Regions from separate parts of the Danio rerio genome. Here region 2 is linked to region 1. The links are chromatin contacts, called in public HiCAR-type maps. All regions are on one chromosome and are shown on one strand. Each heading gives the region's core, a stretch centred on a gene start, on an enhancer-like site or on the middle of the called end of the contact. The rest is flanking DNA. Distances are from core to core; before and after follow the strand shown.

What was found. HiCAR-type assays count read pairs that join an accessible place to other places.
Region 2: a contact with region 1 is called in a HiCAR-type map of caudal fin, with 6 times the contacts expected there. The contact joins the enhancer-like site here to the promoter of LOC103908726 in region 1. A contact is called at or near these places in 6 of 18 Hi-C or Micro-C datasets (caudal fin, embryo, fibroblasts and 2 more) and 1 of 4 datasets of contacts at active chromatin or transcription factors (caudal fin).

What each region holds. Positions count from the first base shown.
Region 1 is chr10:6,330,976-6,335,747 of GRCz12tu, reverse strand. It overlaps LOC103908726, which reads left to right and starts at 1,993. Exons shown (of 9, transcript XM_068223890.2): 1 at 1,993-2,406; 2 at 3,199-3,696; 3 at 4,364-4,696. The coding sequence starts at 2,277.
Region 2 is chr10:6,476,672-6,481,108 of GRCz12tu, reverse strand. The region is part of intron 18 of map3k1 (mitogen-activated protein kinase kinase kinase 1, E3 ubiquitin protein ligase); the gene reads right to left. Among named protein-coding and RNA genes, the nearest start is that of hmgcs1, 14 kb to the left of the region's middle. Within about 2 kb of position 1,833, at least 10 of the 62 cell types and tissues checked have an H3K27ac peak or open chromatin away from gene starts, as enhancers often do.

The DNA of each region.
Region 1 (4,772 bases), core at 744-3,243:
CACACAGAAACGCCAACTTACATAGTCGAGGCTCGAACCAGCGACCTTCTTGCTGTGAGTCATCAGCAATACCTTCTGCGCCACTGTGTGGCCCATTTTCGTGATCCAATTTCCAAAATAAATCAGGCAAATAATGGGGCCTGCAATGAAGCAGAATAAAAGCAGTTTTTAATTATTTTAAACACCATTTTAAGGGCAAAATTATTAGTCCTTTTAGACATTTTTTCCCCCGATAGTCTACAGAACAAACAATCGTTATACAATGACTTGCCTAATTACCCTAACCTGTCTTGTTAACCTAATTAACCTAGTTAAGCCTTTAAATGTCACTTTAAGCTGTATAGAAGTGTCTTGAAAAATATTTAGTAAAATATTATTTACTGTCATCGTGGCAAAGATAAAATAAATCAGCTATTAGAGATAGGTTATTAAAACTATTCGGATTAGAAATGTAAAAACTATAGACTGTAAAACGGAGAAAACAGGGAAAAAATAAAAAGGGGGGCTAATAATTCAGACTTTAACTCTATATGCTGTAAAAAAATATATATATATATATACATTGTGTCCTTGTCATGTTTACCAGCGAACAACCACCAGATGTCGCTGGTAAACACACACACACACACACACACACACACACACTTAGAACTACACTTTTCCTGGACTACAACTTCATACATGCTCTTCGCCCACACACCTGCTTTCTCATTTAGCTTGATTTACATTCACACCTGAGGACTTTCAGAGACTGATTACACACAGTATTTAAGCAGCACACACACTCATTCACATTGCCGAGTCTTGTTTATCTGTAAGGTGACATTACAACGCATTATCCTGGTCTTGTTTCTCTGTGTTTTGAACCTACTTGTTTATTTAGTTTTCCTTGTCTGCCGCCTGCCTTTCGACCTCTTGCTTGTTAACTGACTACGATTCTGGATTGTCCTCACATACCTGTTTGCTCCCGTATTGACCACTGCTTGCCTGACTGTGAATAAACCTGCACATTGGATCCTACCTTCTGTTGTTGGTGTCACTCCCCGGCGTTACAGTCCTTCTCGAGTTTTACACATTAAATTAATTTAGCAAACAGATTGAAGATTCTATAATATGATTGTAGGTTGATTTCTTTTTTTTTTATAAATCCCAAAAGCAAAAATTCTAATTCTGCAACGAAACAACACTAAATAGTAATTTATTAAATGCAGTACTTATTAATAAAATATACGTCCTGAACTGATTAAGAACTCACAAAACAACAAAACAATTACTATTAAAGCAAAAATCGATCTATAAATAAAATGGATATATGGAGTGATATACTTTTTATCCTGCAGTTTATTTCTCTAAAATGCTAGGGTGCTGAGTCTGAAGTGGTTTGAAGCTAAAAGATAAATCACACACAACAAACACTTTCACTGGTCACTTTTTTCACTCTTTCTATTGGAACTTGCTGTTTTTATTGAGCAACTCAGTAGTTTTCCATCATTATAATTGTTTTGATATAAACATACATCAAAATCTCTTTTTAATAAATATTTTTTTGTTTTATGATACTTCTATGATCTTTTCATATTTGTCAAACATCGTACAGCATTAAACAGTGACATACCAATGACAAACTAATGACAAATTAAAAACACTCACCTCCTCTTTCTTCACCCATGTGGGACATGGACAATCTTCTCCAACCTGCAATAAAAACAAATTATAATAAAAAAGCAGATAAAATATGAAAGTACATTTAAAACAAAGTAAATAAATAAAAATGTTAATAAAGGAAAAAAAAAATAAAAGGAAAAAATAAATAAAAGGAAAAAATGAAGTGACACAACAAATGTTTAATGAAATAATCAGAAAACAAGAACGGAAATAAAAACTGATTAAAGATGTGCTCTTTATAATAAGTCTTCTCTAGGAAATCCTCGAACAGCTTCAGAAATCTCAGGATTTGCACAGAAATGCTCTGCAAAAGTCGCCTCGTCTCTCAGACAACAGATTGCGATGGGTTTGGGTTGTTTTTTTTTGTGCAGACAGAACTTATATCATAACACGATCAACGAACTTCACCGATCAGAGCGCCATCTTGGATCCACCCGCGGCCTGCGCCCCCCCCCCCCCCCCCCCCTCCCCCACCACCGATGACGAATAAAAAGAACGAATTCGATTGCCGTTACGTCACTGGAAAGAATTCAGATTTTCCTCAGAGTGACAAACGAACGAGTACAGTGAACATTGATTTAACGACTTTAGCGACTTGTTTTTTATCTTAAATGGCAAATAACACGTCAGCTGCGTTTTTTAACCGAGTTAATACGATCACGACTGAGTTTGTCAACGAAAATCATCGAAGTGACACGATGGCTTCTCCTTCACCTTCTACCGTGATGAGAAGCCCAACAGGTGAGATAAGAGTTTACAAAAACTGTGTATTTCCACGTATTATTTAATAATACAGTAAATTATGAAGTTAAAAGTAAAATAATATTAATATATCGCCATGTAAGGTTATTAGTGTAGCAAATATGCAACGTCTCTTCATTGTAATGTGTTTTTTGTGTGTGTAGTTATGGTTTTGTATATTTTTGTGATAGAGCCCTGCTCTTATATGTAATGACATTCTGGTTTTTAAGTTTCTCCTTTCCACTCAACTGAAATTGTGCCTTGTTAATGTTTCTGATAAAAATCATTTAAATTTTACTTTAATTTAAATCCTTTGTGTAGACCTGCACTGTAATTTTCTTAGTTTTTGATGGTGTGGAGGAATATTTGTTATATTTTAGCAAACTGAGTGAGAATATTATATTTAAGTCTTTATTTGTTCAAGCAGGGATGAATTAATATAATTGAGGTAAAGTTGGTTTTATATTCACACATTCTGACTTTCTCCTTAATAATAATATAACAGAAAAATATTTTTGCTAAATAGTTGCTTTTAGGTTTTTTCCTGATATGGACTTATGACTTACCGACTATTTGTCAGCTTGTGTTTGTCATTTTACATCATAGAAATGATTTGCAATTCCACATAATTAATTTTAGTTTTCAAACATTTTCTATTATAGTTCTAAATTTATTGTTGTTGTTCCTTTTGTGTGATTGTCTTTTATTTGTCTAATTTACAGCACGTTGTCTGTTTTAAACATGTGATTAAAGAGTTTTCTAATATTTCCCTGTTCATTTCCTTTATTTCAGAAAACACAGAGAAAAGGAGGAAAGGGAATAAAGCCTCTGCTTTCTTTAAGAGAGCATGGAAGGCTGTGAAGCGCCCTTTCCTTTGCTGTGACCGGAACAGAGTGGTTCCCTTTGAACCACGGTCAGATGTCGACGATTTCCAGCATCTGCCTGTTCCAGGTCCCTCCAGGACCGTCGCAGCACATGCAGACCTTGAGCCGGTGTGGCAGCCAGGCCAGGTCTGTGAAGATCTTCAGCCGTTGAGTGTTCCGGGCCCCTTCAGCATTGAGCAAACAGCAGATGTGCCGAATGCAGATCCGGCCCGTCCAGAGTCCTCGACGGCCCTCACAGGTCATGTTGATACTGAGCTGGTGTGTCTGCCAGGCCAGGTCTGGGAAGATCCCCAGCCAATCAGTGTCCATGACCTCTCCAATATTAAGAACATGACGGATGCAGATTCGGCCTGTCCTGAGTCGCCTCCGTCTGTTCAAGACCCCTCTGATATTGATGGGACTGATGGTGAGTCATCCTGAATTTGGTTCATTTTATTTCTGCCGTCTGTTATTTTTATGCTTTGTTGTTTTTAGCTTATAAATCAGACAGTGTCATTTGATGTACTGTTGGTTGTGTATTAATTAATACAGTGCTGAACATATATGAGTGCACCCCCCACAAATCTCTCATTTAAATTCAGATTTTCTATAGGAGGCTTTATAATATTATATTTGTGCATGTACATTAGTTTAGTCAGAACTGAAGCCAAATATGGAGCTTATCTAACAAAATAACTAAATAATGGTTCAAAAATGAGTAGCCCAAATGTATTTGTTCAGGGAAAATATTAAATAAAATTTTCTAAATTACCAAAAGTCAAATAGAAACAAAAAATATTGACAATTTTGTTGAAATGTTGTAGTTTGTAAATTTTGCAATATTTTGCATGATATTAATTGTATTATCTTTTCATTTCTAAAGATGTTCTGTGACTAAATTATTATTTTAATAAATAAATCTGTTTGATAAATCTGTTTTGTTCAAATGCACCAATATATATGACCCAGATTCACTGAGAAATGGATAAAAACATTCCTTTTCTAAATGGGGTGTACTGCATATATGAATATGCTGAGCGCTGTAGCTGCAGCTCTGTTCATGGAGATGTTTCTGTTTGTTTTCTTCATTTTAGAAAAACCCAAGAAAGGAAGGAAAGGCAAAAGAGTCTCTGCTTTCTTCAAGAGAGTATGGAAGGCTGCAACGCGCCCTTTCCTGTGCTGTGACACGGATGTAGTCCAGCATCTTACACCACAACCTGAGCCAGAGCCAGAGCCCGAGCCTGAACCTGAGCCTGAACCTGAGCCTGAGCCTGAGCCTGAGCCTGAGCCTGAGCCTGAGCCTGAACCTGAACCTGAACCTGAACCTGAACCTGAGCCCGAGTCCGAGTCCGATTCTGAGTCCGAGTCCGAGTCCGAGTCAGAGTCAGTTCTTGAGGAGCCTAATGAGGCTTCTGGGCTGACTCTTGGTAAGTGATCATTTCCTTTTATTATTATAAATTAGTAATCAGTTTACTCCTGCAATTCTGATGGAAGTTTCTGCTT
Region 2 (4,437 bases), core at 584-3,083, 150 kb before region 1:
AAGCTGCCGAAGTGAAACGTGAGCACCAAAGTAATAGACCCTTTTCACAAGACGTCACGCGGTGTCCGTTTTCACTCCACGCAGTGTATCGTTACTTCCGCCTAAACAAAAATACCTATAGAAAACTCACCCAGTCAGCTGTATATTTACTACAGAAACTGTTAGACGGACTACGACTGTTTTATGCTGTCTGCATGCAAGGTGAGACATCTGACATTTAAAAAAAAAAAAAAAAACTTACAGATTATCCAGTTTCTCCTTGAACCAAGAAAATGGGACTTTAAACAGAGTCTATTGCAATGTGTTGCTGTCTTTACTGCAGATGAAGTTGGTATGGACTTGTCAGTATTTGTCAAATGAAGATTTCAGCTGTTTACAGGGGTGCTGAACATTTATTTAATGTCTGATTTATTTTTAATATTTTCTTTTATGTACTGAAGAGTAAGTAATAAATAAAACTGTGAGTGTTTTACTGTGGTTGTGGACAGCTGATTCACAAACACATTCATATTATTCAAACTCTCAGTTCTTTCACATTTTTTTCTATGTAGGTATTTTATTCATGAACACAAAACATTTATGTCTATTTAATATTCATATTAAATTTAACAGAATTACAATGTTGTATGTGACTCTTAATAATCAAACGAAATCATTATAAAAATTTACAATTGCAAAAATAACACCAAGAAAACAGCTTAAATCAGTACTTTCAGATTCTGAATTTATTTGCAACATTACTCATTAAAAGGTAGTACAGATATCAAATTAAATCCACCCAAAATATGGCAGTAGGACATTAATTTAATAATTAATTAAATTAAAAATTAATAAATTTAATAAATTTAATAATTAATTAATTCAAATGAAGAAACTGAACAAAACATTAATAGATCAGTAAATAATAAATGATGAAACTGGTTGCATTTGTAGACACTTACCAGGTAATATAAGATGTAGCTGACACTGATTGGTCAGCTTGTAATTTTGTTTATTGTTTTGAATTTCATTATTTGAACGTGTATTGGTATACGTTTATTACTAATATCTTTGTTTCCGGTTGGCCTGAGTGGGAAGTCACATGATTCTCATTGATTGATTTAACCTGCGAGAGTTTGTATGGTCACTCAGGATAGTGAGATCTCAATGCAAGCACCTGTTTAATGCTCTTGCTTATTCTACAGCTGGTTATCAGGCCAACACGGTAAACTAAACATTGTTTATATATTATTTGTTTATAATAATTTATAATGTAAATTTATATTTGTGTTTGTGTGAAACATGTGGTTTGTTTATTTGTTTATCTTTTAGTTTTCACTGTGTTCAATAAATGAAACGCATGGTGGACATCAGTATTTGGAAGCGTGGACTGTTTAATAACCGGCGGGTAGTTATATAAGATTTAATAAAGAATCGTACTCATGCTGGAACATTTACATATAACAGATAATATACATTTATATTCAGAGCAGCATTAAAGTAAAAATATATCCATTATTTAGAAAATAAACTTAATAAATGTAAAGGTTGCAAACATATGCTTTCCTTGATAAACAATAGCTTATACCTATTCTTATTAACCTAAACAAAATCATTTTCAAACCCAGAACACAGTTTAGTATTGAAAAAGAAACATCTGGACACATGCCCAATACCAATAATAGTCTTAAAGCAGTGCAATGCTAATATTTTTATTATTAAATTTGCAGAGAAGTCTCCCATTCTTTCAAAGGTAAAACGGAACTAAAAATACACTGCGTTGCCGATAGGGGGGAGTGAAGTGACGTTATTGTGAAAAGGGTCTATTGCTCACAGTCTGCTCTTTACAAAAAACAAGTTTCCTGTTACTCGTGTGACATGAGCCATGCTGCTCATATTCTGATTGGCTAAGCGTCCAGCACCAAGCAAACACAATTCTGTTTCACACTGAACAAACTGAGCATCAAAATAAAGGTTTAACACCACAAATATGTGCGCAAATAACCTTAGCGATGCTAAAACTACTTTGAAACATTTTTGAAACACTTTGAAACTTTGAAAAACACTTTGAAACACATCTTTACCCGGGATTAAAAGTGGTGTTTAAAATGTCGATAACCCAGGGTTTAATAATGCAAATATCTAATTAGTCAATCGCATATCAGCAACTCAATGGATTTAGGCATGTAGACAAGATCAAGAGTTTAAACTGAAGATCAGAATGGGAAAGAACTGTGATTAAAGTGACTTTGGTAACATTTTGATGGTCCACTTGAGTATTAGTAGACTGTCTGCTTAATATCTGTTGATACTGCTCCTTCAACAAACATTTAACTGACTATGAGAAACTTTGCTAGTGCATGTCAATGTATACTAACACTAAACCTAACCCCAACCTAACACTCTACTTATAATCTAATGAGAATTAGTTGGCATGTAGACGCAATGTAACTTAAATTCAACAAACGGACCATCAAAATAAAGGGTGACCGTGACTTTAAATGTGGAGTGGTGGTTGATGCAAGACTGATCCGAGTATTCCAGAAACGTAAAGTCTTAATGTGTCTAAAGTTTGTCCAAAATGTGTCTATAATGAACTCAGTATCATGTTCAAGTAGATTATCAAAATATTATAAAAATGTCCTTCACAGTTACCAGATCTCAGTCTGATAGAGAAGAAAACAAAAGGACACTGGCCAGCTATACAAGTGCTCATATGAACCACGCCAAATGTTGTTTGATTCCAGGTTTATTATTTATACTTGTGTAATGAATGGGGGCGCGTAGGTGCACAACCTCCCTTCCCTCTCTAAGCTTTGGACATTTAAATCTCACAATGTCTTTCCACTAAACTGTGGTCAAGTCTGGTGACCTCTCTGAGCGGTGCTCAAAGGGACATGGCAAGTCAGGAAAGCAGGACAAAGTGCATTTAGATCTCTGAGTAACTTGAAATGAAAGTAAATTGCAGTTCTTTTGAGGAAGTCACAATTGACCGACCCCTTAATTCCTTGTTGTTATTGTGTGCCTAAACTCTGTTTAATTAGGAAGCAGTTCAGCTGGCCCTGCCTCCCCCGCCAGGGTATTCATTACTGAAACCTCTTCAAAATGAGCAGGCTTTCTTTTTGCCTGGGAAGGTCTCTCTTTCTTTCCATCTCTCTTATTTTCAAACCAAACCTACAAAGTTTAAGCAGAGTCTGAGCAGGCTAGCTCCTGCATCTCTACAATATTTTACATCGACCTAATGTGCACACTGTTTTATTCCAAACTTGAACATTTTGGCTCATTTCCACAGAGTTCAGTACCGTACATTTCTGTACAGGTCACCCTGACCAGGTTGCATTTTACATGGTAGCCATGGAGTATTACAGAAAGTTGTAATGACATTCTTGCTCGACGAAGAAAGGAGTAAACAACAATGGAGGACATAATGCAGAGGCAGTTTTTGCTTCTTTTTATTTCTCAGCATGATACTCATGGAGGGTCTCACCTCCCGGGTAAACCATGTATCATTGCTACGGGCCGATGTGTTATTTCATTGTCGTGTTTTCTACTTCCTGTGTTGTCATTCTCCTTGTAGAACATGCCATAAAGCGATGATTCTCTGTAAACTAATAGCATTCAGCAGTGAGCCTAGCTCCACCCTTTAGGTACCAGGCTATTGTGCTAGGCACCCTTATGTAAGGGTGCCAAAAAATAGTATAGTACTTTTCACAATGTGGTACCAATTCACAACTGTTGACAGTGGAAACCATACACGTCAACCCTCTCGTTTTTCCCCGGATTCTCCCGTATTTTACAATTCTATCCCACTATGATCCCTATGAAGGGTGGCAATAAACACCAAAGAGCCCATCCTACCTATACGCAACCCATACTGCTATATCGATGCTGTTTTTCAGTCTTCATAAAGCACATAAACACTGTTATTTTCTTCATAAAATCCATGTTAGCCACTTAGCTATGAAGCTAGAGTCTTCGGGCAGACAGAAGCCCTGCCCATCACACGAATCCGCGTCTGTTCTGAAGTGAATTTGACTTGAGAATGAAGCAGGGTTTGATGCACGTATGAAACGAGTAACCTAAAATGTTCACGCGGCTATTTACGCGCAAACATCGCGATTTATCCGCATCTGGTGTGAACACAGCATAAAAGTAAGCTAGATAAGTTGTCTGTAGCAGGGTGGTGTTGACCTCACAGGCGAGCGCCCCGAAGGCACTGTAGTCCGTTTATAGCCTAATGTTAGCTTTTCAGTTCTACGTTTGCATTAAAAGTGCTCAAAGTTGTATTTTTGAGTGACTGTTATCCGGCTGGACAAAACATGTAAGTGTAATGAACAGTGTTTGAACAAAGAGCTTATTATTTTCAATCTTCGAAAAGCCTACGGGAAAATTCTATAGGGATTTTATCGTGGGAACCAGTTTCAAGCTAGCAGCCAATTTGCCTACAAGGTGACGTCA